2 separate regions of the Mus musculus genome follow, and region 1 is linked to region 2. The links are chromatin contacts, called in public Hi-C maps. All regions are on one chromosome and are shown on one strand. The core of a region is the stretch at or near the end of the contact, and the rest is flanking DNA. Distances in the headings are between cores, read along the strand shown.

Region 1 (5,399 bases), core at 2,048-4,547, 180 kb after region 2:
TTTGACCTGCTCCATCTGCAGGTTGACAGGTGGTTCTCTTTGGAGAAAGATGAAAGGGATCTGCACCTGGCACCACGGTGGCTCCCACAGAGCTGCAGGGAGATGCATCCAGTAGCAGATGGTACCTTAGCATCCCGCTGCTTGGCAGCCCCTCGCCTGTGCTCTCAGGAAGGGCGGCTATCATCGGAGTGTTGCTTGGCCCTCCATGTCAGCTGGAGAGACAAAAAGAAAAGTGAAATAGGAACTCAGGACTGGAGACTTCAGGCGCTCTGTAATCCAGCAGAAGTCTTCCTGGTCAAAACATACCAGTCGCTCTGGTCTTTAGAAGCCATCAAGTCTTTCTTTTTGTGTTCCGTTTTTGAAGTATTAATTACTAATTGAGCTTCAAGACTGCCTATTTGCTGGCGTATGGCAGGTTTCTCGGTTTTCTTGAGAGTTCAAATGGAAACTTTTAGCTTCAACTTTCCAGCGTGGTTCTCCACTCTCCACTCTTGAGAAATCAGGCTTATACTCCATTGAGATGCTAGTCCTCAAAGGGTTCATCAGCAGAGAGGAAGGCTTGAACAGCCTTCCTAGCAGGGATCCTGTTGGGGCATGAGCAGGCCCCTACATGCTATCCCAGGAGAAGAAGGAGCCTGATCTGGGGTGGCCCCTCCTGTCACGGTGGCTCTGGTCAGGGACAGCTGGTTGAGAAGCTGCACAGAGCAGTCTTAAAGCAAGGCTCACTTAGCATGAGAGTAGAACCACTGCCTGTAAATGGCACGCCGGGCCACCTGGGCTCAGGGCCACATGTGAGACAGCTGCCTCCAACCCGATGCACACAAGGGGCGCGCTGCCTAAGGCCAGAACCCCCAGATGCAGATGAGTTTCTCACCATAAGCAATGTAGTCACATGTCAGAGCTCCACGGCAAGTCCAAGTGGCAGTGAAAGCCGACACTAAAACTGGGAATCCAAGCAACTTGCCCTCCACAAGAGCAGCGCAGCGTGCTGGCAGAGGTGGTGGAGAATGGTCCTTCCCCTCACCCCCCCCCCACCCCCGCCCCGTACATCTGCAACCTCAGAGGGAGGAGCTTGAGGGAGAGCCCTGGTGCTGTGTCACAGCCATCACAGGGCTCAAACGTAGCTGCATCAAGGAAGAGACATAAAGCAGGGCTGGTGAGATGGCTCAGTGGGTAAGAGCACCTGACTGCTCTTCCAAAGGTCCAGAGTTCAAATCCCAGCAACCACATGGTGGCTCACAACCATCGGTATCGAGATCTGACTCCCTCTTCTGGAGTGTCTGAAGTCAGCTACAGTGTACTTACATATAATGAATAAATAAGTCTTAAAAGAGAGAGAGAGAGAGACATAAAGCAGAGTGGACAGAATTCAGTTCCTTATTGATGAACGGGCTGACTTAAAAACTTCATTTCTGGCCTCCTCCTGACCCCGAAGTTGTATGGCTACGAGATTTTTTCATCCCACAATCCCTTGCGCCCTTCCTTTCCAGATTGGGCCGGCCAGAATGGCTCCCACAAAGAAGGGTGTCAAGAAGAAGGGCCATTCTGTCATTGGTGAGGGAAGGTCCTGAGTTCAAATACCAGCAGCCACCATCCACAACCACCCATAATGAGATCTGACCCCCTCTTCTCCGGTGTCTGAAGACAGCTACAGTGTAGTCACATATAATAAATAAATACTTTTTAAAAGAATGAAGTGAGCTCCTCGAGCACTAAATTCAAAATTTTACCCTGAAGGAAATGGGGACTACAGATGTGCGCATTGACACCAGGCTCAATAAAGCCATCTGGGCCAAGGGAATAAGAAATGTCCTGTATCACATCTGAATAACTTTGTCCAGAAAACATAATCACCAAGAGAAGCTCAATTTATGTGCCTGTTACCATATTCAAAAATCTCCAGACGGTCAATGTGGATGAGAACTAACCGGATGGATGGATGTGGAATAAGTTGCAGAACTGCCCAAATAAAAAATAAAAATAAAAACTCCCCTTCTTTACATGTTTGTTGAACAACTTATGAACATTCTATATAGGCAAGGGGCTTTTTAGAAACCTTTGAGGACTTAACGAGAGTCAAATTTAGTTCTCAGTCTTGACCAATTAAAAGCCAGCAAGATATGGGGCTGGAGAGTTGGTACAAAGGTTAAGAGCACCAATTACTCTTCCAGAGAACCTTAGTTTGATTATCAGCATCCACATGGTGGCTCATAATCGTGTGTAACTCTGGTTCTAGAGTATCCCACACCCTCTTCAGGTACCTGGCACCTATGGGGTGCACATATGTGCATGTAGACAAAACACTCATATCGTAAGGTTAACAATTTAAATTTGAAAAAGAAGAAGAAGAAGAAAAGAAGGAGAAGGAGGAGGAGGAGGAGGAGGAGGAGGAGGAGGAGGAGGAGGAGGAGAAGGAGAAGGAGAAGGAGAAGGAGAAGGAGAAGGAGAAGAAGAAGAAGAAGAAGAAGAAGAAGAAGAAGAAAAGAAGAAGAAGAAGAAGAAGAAGAAGAAGAAGAAGAAGAAGAAGAAGAAGAAGAAAAGAAGAAGAAGAAGAAGAAGAAGAAGAAGAAGAAGAAGAAGAAGAAGAAGAAGAAGAAGAAGAAGAAGAAGAAGAAGAAGAAGAAGAAGAAGAAAGACTAGTTAGTCCCTTAAGGACAACGTCAGTAGACGGAAGGCAAGGAGTTGGAACAGTTCTTAAAGGATTCTGGGAGACTCTGAGTCATTTGTTGATGGCAACAATGGTATCTTTCATTATGCCGGCTCTAGAGATCAGAAATCTTTATAGTACCATGTATTTCTGAGGGTAGCTGTCACTGATAGATCTGTATAGACAAACGCTGAGACTCTCAAAGGCTACACCACTTCTATGGACAGTGAAGGCTTTGTCCTGAACCGTTATTACAAAACCCACAAGAAGGTGGTTTTGCAGGGGACAGAAAAAGGCAAAGACACCCGAGAAACAGATTGCAGCTTGATTCTCATGATTATGACCACCAGGGTGATAGATTCAGGCCTTCCCTGCTTGTTGTACGCGTTTATTTTCTTCACTGTTAGAGAGGCATTGGGATATTCTGGACAGGTGCTTATAAACACTCTCTGGATAAGAGAGCAGCTGGCATTTGGAAGGGAAGGAAGCCAAGGGGGAGACACAGCGGTGGGAGCTCGGTATATTTAGTATATTTAGAAGTAGAAATAAGACTATGTGAGACTAAAAGAACGCGGAGCCTAATTAAGAGAGCGGTTGGAGAAGAGGAAAACTGGCGGAACCGGTTTTATCCTAGACAAGATCGGCGGGAGGTACGCGTGGGAACTCTGAAATGTGGAGAGAGACTGCCCTCTTCTGGACAACTGAAAGCTTCCTTTGAAGCCCTGGACTGATCAAAATGTTGTTAACTAAAGGTGAATGAATCCACCTTCACTAGGTCTTTCAAATAAAAGGTAACTAATAAGTGGGTGCCCAGGTAGGAATTCAAGCGGACCCCCCCCCAAAAGGTCTATAAAGACAGGCTGATGTATCTTCAATGTGGATCACTGAGAAGTCAAGCGATTTGGGAATAGAATGCCACTTAGTTGAACCCATGTACTTCTGGACGCCTGTGACACTTCTGCTCGGCTGGCTGTGAGTCACTGAGAAAGTCACCTGCATTAGAAGCCTTTCCTTGGCTCTCCTTTCAGTATGGAAACAGACCTCAGTGCTAGTTACAAAGAGATGCGACGCAAAGTCAGGACAAGCAACCACGCTAGTTAACTAGTTACGCTGATAGATATGTCCATGACCTTACTTTGACCTTTGCAAAATGCACATATAACACGTACCCCATAGATGTGCATGATTATGTATCAACAAAATAAAAAATAAAAGGGAAAAAGAATCATAAATAGCAGCAGCAAGCACCACAAAAAGACTGAGAACCTTAATACACGCCAGTGAACAGGATGCACCTGGGACTCTGCAGTTCAGACCTTCCACATCTGAATCCTTTTAAACATGTAGTCCTGTGAAGGGACTCCTCTGTGTGCAGAGGCAAGCCTCCATAGCTCTCCACAGAGAGACTACTCTCCCTGCCTGTGCCTCGCCGCACGTCTTCTCAAGAGACAACCAGTACTGTGTCCACGCAAACACCCAAGTGTCTCCTGAACATATCATGCCTGGAAGGTTTTGCACAACGACCTGCCAAGGGATCTAGGGTCCAGCTACCCACAGTGTGTTTTACAGACAGCATGAACCTCATCCGGGACCCTAGAAGCACAATGCCCTAGGGTTTCTATTGCTGTGATGAAACACAATGAGCAAAAACCAAGTTGGGGAGGAAAGGGCTAATTTGGCTTACACATCTACATTATAGTCCATCATTGAAGAAAGCCAGGACAAGAACTCAAAGGGGCCAGGCGTGGTGGCACATGCCTTTAATCCCAGCTCTCGGGAGGCAGAGGCAGGTGGATTTCTGAGTTCAAGGCCAGCCTGGTCTACAGAGTGAGTTCCAGGACAGCCAGGGCTATACAGAGAAACCCTGTCTCAGAAAGAAAGAAAGAAAGAAAGAAAGAAAGAAAGAAAGAAAGAAAGAAAGAAAGAAAGAAAGAAAGAAAGAAAGAAAGGAAGGAAGGAAGAAAGAAAGAAAAGAAAAGAAAAGAAAAGAAAAGAAAAGAAAAGAAAAGAAAAGAAAAGAAAAGAAAAGAAAAGAAAAGAAAAGAAAAGAAAAGAAAAGAGAATTCAAAGGGGTCAGGAACCTAGAGGCAGGAGCTGACACAGAGGCCATGAAGGGGTGTTGCCTGACTGGCTTGCTCCCCATGGCTTGCTCAACCTGCTTTCTTATAGAACTCAGAACCACCAGCCCAGGGATTGCACCATCCACAATGTGCTGGCGCCTCCCAAATCAGACATTAATTAAGAAAATGCCTTATAGCCAGATCTGCTAGAAGCATTTTCTCAAGTGAGGCTCCTTCTTCTCTGATGACTTTAATGTGTGCCAAGTTGGTATAAAACCAGCCAGTACACATAAAGTCAAAACCTGCTCATTTGCAGACCACCAAGCTCCAACAGCGAGGTTCAAGAAACATTCTAAAGACCTCCCATTCAGGCTTCCATTAACACCTCAGGTAATTCCCCTTCTGAGAAGCCTCACTTAGGCAACCCCTCTTCACCCCGTCAATGGAAATAACAGAGGTCATCTAAAGTGTAGTTAAAAGTGAGGCGACTCACTTGGGAGTAGACTGTCAGGGCATTGCCAGAGGAAACTTTGAGTATATGGACTGGATGTTCTTAAAGACAAAGCAGGGAAACCTCACAAGATATTTTAATACAATAATTCCTGTCCACAGCACTGAAACTCACAGGAGATGCCAGCCTGGTGTTGATGTGTCCATCACTATGCAGCTGTTAGCACAGAAGCAAGTTTTGT
Region 2 (6,118 bases), core at 2,620-5,119:
TGATTAAATAGCTCGAGCCTGCTGCATCAAAGCTGAGACGTACCTTCCCATGTTCTCCGCTTGTAGAATTCAACTCTAGCTGTAGTCCATCCACGTTCCTTGTTAGTTTTACTAAATCATGATAAGAAGTGGTGCCAAATAAGCCAGTCTCCTGGAAGAGGGAACCTCCACCTCTGTACCACTGGGAATGGCTTCATTAATTTTTAATGTATCCTGCTTATAACCCAAGCCTGCCAAAGCCCAGACTGGGAAAGGAGACTCACAGTGCAGCCCTGTGGCCACTCATTGGGGTCAAGAAACCGTGAAAGCGTGGGGAGTCGGTCAATGAAGAGAGAGATATAAATCTCTAAGGGCAGCCAAAGCTTGAGTCTGGTACCTCAGTGTGGTAAGGAAAGAAACCTTGTACACAGTGCATGGTCCAACCAATCTGAAGTATCATAAGTAGAGAGGCAAATAGTTATCAGGGGCTTCTCAGTATTCGAGAGTATTCGAGAGAGAGTAAATTTAAGTATTTACTTAAACTAAATAAACTTAGCGGCAATTCCAGGCTGCAGTTATCGTCAGAATATGCACATAAGGGGGTCAGTATACAGTCACCCCTCAGCATTGGTGGAGTACTTGTGTCAAGGTTCTTGCTGATCAGACTAGATCATTCAAGCTCCAGAGGTACAAGTTCCTTAAAAACAATGGCACAAAATTTGGATATAATCCATGTGTATCTCCCCAAAGAGTTTATTTGACAACTTCATACACGTATACTTTGATCGTATTCATTTCCTCCCATCCGCCTCCATGCCCATACCACTCTTTCTAGAACTCTTGTTTCCTAATCCCTCTCTCCACCTTTTTCCCAATCTGGCACTCATCCTTGCTCTTGACCACAGGGTTTAATTTGGATTGCTTGCAAGTGTATGTGTGTAGGGTTATTTACTGGCCCTTGGGAAAGTTACTGGTGGCCACAATCCTGAAGAAATGTGACGGCCTCTTTCTCAGCTGTCACTGGTTGCCAGTAGCTCCCCAAGGCTAGAACCTCGTGTGCCTTTCCCCATCTATGCTGAAATAGTTAATAGACTTTGTCCCGTTCAGGTCACTGTAGCTGCTGTGGTTTCATAAGTTCTGTCACCCATGACTCTTCCAAATCCTTTTGAGTTCTTTCTGCCCTCTTTTTATATTCAAAGAAGAACGGTGACACATTAAAGGGACAAACTTTAAAAGTCCTTGTTGAACATATCTGGGACAATGTGCGTTTCAGCAGCTGCTGGTTAGTTTTTGCCAACTTGACAAACTAGAGTTCCCTGGAAATAGGGAATGTCAGCTGAGGAATTGTACCCACCCAATTGGGTGGGCACCCTTGTGGTACATTGTTCTGATGGTGCCACCGCTGGGTGAATGGTCTTGAGAGATATAAGGACATCACACAAGTAAGGCATGAAGAACGAGTCAGTAAGCAGCTTCCCTCTGTGGTCTCGGCTTCTCTTGATGACAGACTGTACCCTTCCCCAAGTTGTTTCTGGTCAGTGTCTTATCAATGAAGACAGAAACTCAAGGAGGACAGTAACCTTGGTGACTCCGAATCCACTGTCTAAAATAGGAAACTGTAAACCTGCATTGATTGTAATAAATTATGAATTCCATGAGAAAGGATATATCATTCTGAAAGTGCATCTACACAGAACACTCACTCATTACAAAGGTGAGGACAGTATCTTTACATTGGAGAAGACTGACAGGTATTGGACTTAGTCAAGTAACTGAAGGACATCATCAATAGTAGGACAAATCAAAATAGCACATCATCGATGTCTGTGATGTACCTGCCAACAACAACATAAACCATCCAAGATTGAAAGCATGCATCCCAGGGCGCATGTGTGAAGGTCAGAGGACCACTTGTTCAAATCGGTTCTTGTTTCTCCCTTTCTACTACGTAGATCCTGGGAATCAAGCTCACATCATTAGCCATGGTGGTGCCTTTACCCACTGAGCAATCTTTCCAGCTGTATACATAAGTTTTAAAGTGCATGTGTGAGTGCCCCACCGTGTGTGTGTGTGTGTGTGTGTGTGTGTGTGTGTGTGTGTGTGTGTGTGTGTGTGTGATGTATGCAGGCCCAGGTGTACAGATTCCAGAGGAAGATGTCGCTATCCAGCTATCTTATGCTTCCTGGAGATACACCCATTCTCTGAACTCGAAGCTAGTCTGGCAACCAGCAATCCCCAGCAATCCTCTTGCTTCCACCCCCACCAACACTGGCATTATAAGGGTATGTGGTTACATATAACTTAGTATGTAGGTACTAGGGATTTGAACTCATGTCTCTACGCTTTCATAGCAAGTTCCTTAGCCCACTGAGCCCTCCCCTCATCCCCTGCATATGTTTCTTTCAACATAATTCTGTTGTAATTTCCCAGCCTTAGTCTTTTTCCCCATAGGTTTATATGTATGTATGTGTATCATTGTTGTGACTTGTATGACAAATGCCACTTAAGCTTCTTATGCTACCTAGTTTCAGGGGATTCAAGCGTCACATAGAGAAAAAGGCCTGCTGCAGCCATGGGTTGTGGGAATGTATAACGGAGTCTTCCTCCACAGTGGAGACCAGATGATACAGGCCAGAGCCAAAAGTGGGTGTGACGTTCAGGGTCCGTCCATAGCGAGCTACTTTCACTAGGTAGGCTCCACCTCTTAAAAGCTCCACACCCTTTGAAATAATGCCCAAAGCTGAGGAACAACTATACAAAATATGAGCACGGACACAGGTCATATCCAAACCATTACAGTCTAAGAATAAGAATATTCCTTTACATAATTATGACCCAAGGATCAGATTCAAGAAATGTAACATTGATATAATACTCTGTCTGATGTAAAGTCTGTATATATAATTTTTTCTAATTATCTCAGTCTTTTTATTTGTTTGCTTGTTTTTGTTTTTTGTTTTTCAAGACAGGGTTTCTCTGTATAGCCCTGGCTGTCCTGGAACTCACTCTGTAGACCAAGCTGGCCTCAAACTCAGAAATCTGCCTGCCTCTGCCTCCCAAGTGCTGGGATTAAAGGCGTGCACCACGACTGCCCATCCAGTCTTTCTTTCTTAAGACAAGGTCTGGCTATAAACCCCAGGCTGGCCTCGAACTTAATTAAAGCTTTGCTCCTAGCTCCTGGGTAATGGCAGTGAAGGGACATGTGTCCCACCATGTGCCAAGGGCAATTCATGCTTATAACAACTTCTTTTCCTGGTTTGGGATCATGCATCATGTCTGTTGCCTTTGGGGCTAAAATGGGTCAGGCTCACTTTGTCTTAAAAATATTGACAGTTGCCTTCTGTGATGTTCCTCATATCCAGATGTTTCCACTGAATTATTTTTTCATCTATTCTCTCTCCTTCATGCCAGTTTTCCAATGTGTACTTTTCTTTGCCCCCCTTGGGTTCAACTAAGTTGCATAAACAGATATCTGTGTTGATGGATAGATTTTTTTTTATAACATAAGCTTCTCTTATTTTTTTTTACCTTGTTGAATATGTTATGGATCAACACCTGAAGAGTTTGAATAATTTGAAATTAGATAAATGAAACAAGGGACTAGTAGAGACATATTAAGTATTTGCCATTGATTGAACAATTAAGATGAACTCAATACAGCAAAATGCAAACCACAGCTTTACCAACTGTCAGGTGCACAATGTGTGCTCAGCACTAACTGCCAATGGCGTCTTTCTAAAGTACCTCTGAGAGAGGACAATGCTTTTTCTGTCCTATGGTGGTGGTGTTGGGGGGTGGGGTGGGGTGGGGTGGGGGTGGGGTCTTCCTTAAGTTCTTCCTCTGTTGTGCTGGTTTGTGGTTGGTTTCTCACACCCGCAGGTGTGACAGAACCTGGTTACTGCAGGGGATGCGTGAGGATTTGGAAGGCAGGGAGCTCATCAAAAAGAAAAGACAGGAACAGCTTGAGAGGAAGAGGTTACTAAGTGTACCGGGCATCTGGTGGGATATCTGGTGGGATGGGATGGCAAGCAAGGTGAGGGCTCATGCTACGTACAGAAAGGGATGCATGGGAAACTCATGGGAACCCAAAGCTCTTGGTTCAGTCACTAACCGTGTAGCAGTAACAAACCCTAAGATTCAGAGGGCAGCATCCTCGCCCTCACCCTCAAGAGCAGCCACTGGTTTATAACATGGAAACACAGTAGTGCGCAGGTTAACAGGAATGTGTTTTCATTTAGAAATATCTGCTCATCTGGAAGGGCAGGGCCCTCATCCTAGGCCTATGACAAGTCAAGGTTTTTGATGATTTCTGTTACATAAGAGGTACACAATATTAGTTCACATATCCCACTGCTTAAAACCCCCACCAAAGGAGAAGGTTTGTGCTTAAATAATTGAATAAGTTAAGATTCTTTCCAAAACTTCTAAGTGGCTACCCAAGACAATGACAGATTAATGACAGATTAAGTGTTAAGACTTCGTAGACATTAGCAGTTGGCATCCCTTCGGTTGCTGAGCCCATACTGCCCCCTGGTGTTCCCTGGGCATCTCTGTTTTGTAGGCCAGTTGACGTGGTATTTCCTGTTGCCTGCTGGCTGGACAGTGCACTGCAGGTCTCACCTGTGAGAGGCATCATTTTCACTGACTATCATCTTTTTGGTATTTTGGTGTCTAGCATGCTGTGCCTAGCAAAGTGTCCACTAGTAGTTCAATGAATAAATGACACGAGTCTCTCAAACTAAAAAATGTGCAGCTACTGTAAACATTGTCCTTACTCCCCCTCAAATTGCCAATGTTCTTGATCCACCCTTGGTCCAAGTCTCCATCACTTCCTGCCTGGACTAGTTCTCACGTCTTCCCTTCCTCCCACCCCCAGCCCATGAAACTCTAGCTATCACTTTCTTCAACACCGGCAGTGTTGCCTTTCTCTGTCGGCGATGCATAGACGCTAGAGTGTAGAGGGCATATGGCTATACTCTTTCATTTTGGCAGTGCTAGGGACAAAACCCAGGATCTGGCTCTGGAAACTCATACTTTCAGGCCAGATAAAGTTGTGAAAGTTTTTGTCTATAGGCTGCAGGGCACTCTTGCTACTTGCAGCTGGGTAAGCTGCCATACTAGTCCCCAGTTGCTTCATCTACAAAATGAAGATGACAGCCACTTGCTTGAGGTGCGCACTGAGTTGCCAAGGCTTGTGGGAGAACACACATTTCTTCCTGTTGTTATTTTTAAGCACTTGTTTGTGCTTTGGAAACAGTCTTAATACAATGTTATATAGTCTAGGCTGGCCATGAACTCAGTAACCACCTGCTTCAGTCTCCCTAGGACTGAGATTGTAGGAATGTCCTAACACACTTGGCTAAGAATGTTCTTTGGAGAGACTGCTTAGAATTGCTGCCTGGGTTAGGAAACATTGTGACGGTATTTCTTTCATGTACAATGGGCAAGGCTATTTGGCTGTCTCTGTAAGTCTAGGTTACTATGTTGGTAATGTTTTGAAGTCCAGATCACTTCATCTTGTGCAGGGATCAGGATGTAAGGTTGAGGCAGTTTGGAGGAAAGGAGATATAGATGGGAAAGTTCTTGTAAAAGAAGAGAAGCGTTAGGTGTAGGATATTCCAGCTTGTCTTCAGTTCTCTGTGTACTTATCTTTGCCTCCTACTGCCCAGAAAAGTATGTTGCCAGCATGAGTGTGATGAAGTTTATGGGAACAAACAGAAGAGAGAAAATTCCAGACTGGCACAAAGACAGCAGAGAAAGGAAGAGCTGGTGACTAACTCAGCCAGTGAGAAGAAATTAGAAGAGGAGACAAGAGTCTCCTGCCCTTACCCATCACTCACTCACACACACACACACACACACACACACACACACACACACACACACACACACACACACACAGAGGCTCTCTCTGAAAGCTCCTGAAGTATTGTGATAGGTGTTTGAGGGCTTTGAGCTTTATGGGGAATGGAGGCTCATGGTATTTTATCTTGGTATTGAAGGAGACAGACCCATAGAAAGCCGAAGAGCTTGGAAGCATCTGGGTTACATCAAAAAGCACTTCACACCAGGCCTAGGATCAAGTAAGCATTCAAACTCTGAAGTGGTGTGCTAGTGAGCCAGTATCCAGTGTTATCAC

What was found. Hi-C and Micro-C count contacts between places; a contact is called where the count stands out from the background.
Region 1: a contact with region 2 is called in a Hi-C map of the P5424 cell line, with 4 times the contacts expected there. The contact joins two enhancer-like sites. A contact is called at or near these places in 2 of 39 promoter capture datasets (the 3T3-L1 cell line and 3T3-L1-derived adipocytes), 2 of 15 datasets of contacts at CTCF or cohesin (embryonic stem cells and large pre-B cells), 59 of 484 Hi-C or Micro-C datasets (the BV-2 cell line, the G1E-ER4 cell line, the HPC-7 cell line and 39 more) and 13 of 115 datasets of contacts at active chromatin or transcription factors (bone marrow-derived dendritic cells, embryonic basal ganglia, embryonic forebrain and 7 more).

Annotation. Positions count from the first base shown.
Region 1 is chr8:36,519,789-36,525,187 of GRCm38.p6, forward strand. No RefSeq gene overlaps it. Among named protein-coding and RNA genes, the nearest start is that of Trmt9b, 64 kb to the left of the region's middle. Within about 2 kb of position 3,298, at least 22 of the 459 cell types and tissues checked have an H3K27ac peak or open chromatin away from gene starts, as enhancers often do. A contact at or near this core is called in the P5424 cell line, where this site is marked.
Region 2 is chr8:36,342,597-36,348,714 of GRCm38.p6, forward strand. No RefSeq gene overlaps it. Among named protein-coding and RNA genes, the nearest start is that of Lonrf1, 96 kb to the left of the region's middle. Within about 2 kb of position 3,870, at least 9 of the 459 cell types and tissues checked have an H3K27ac peak or open chromatin away from gene starts, as enhancers often do. A contact at or near this core is called in the P5424 cell line, where this site is marked.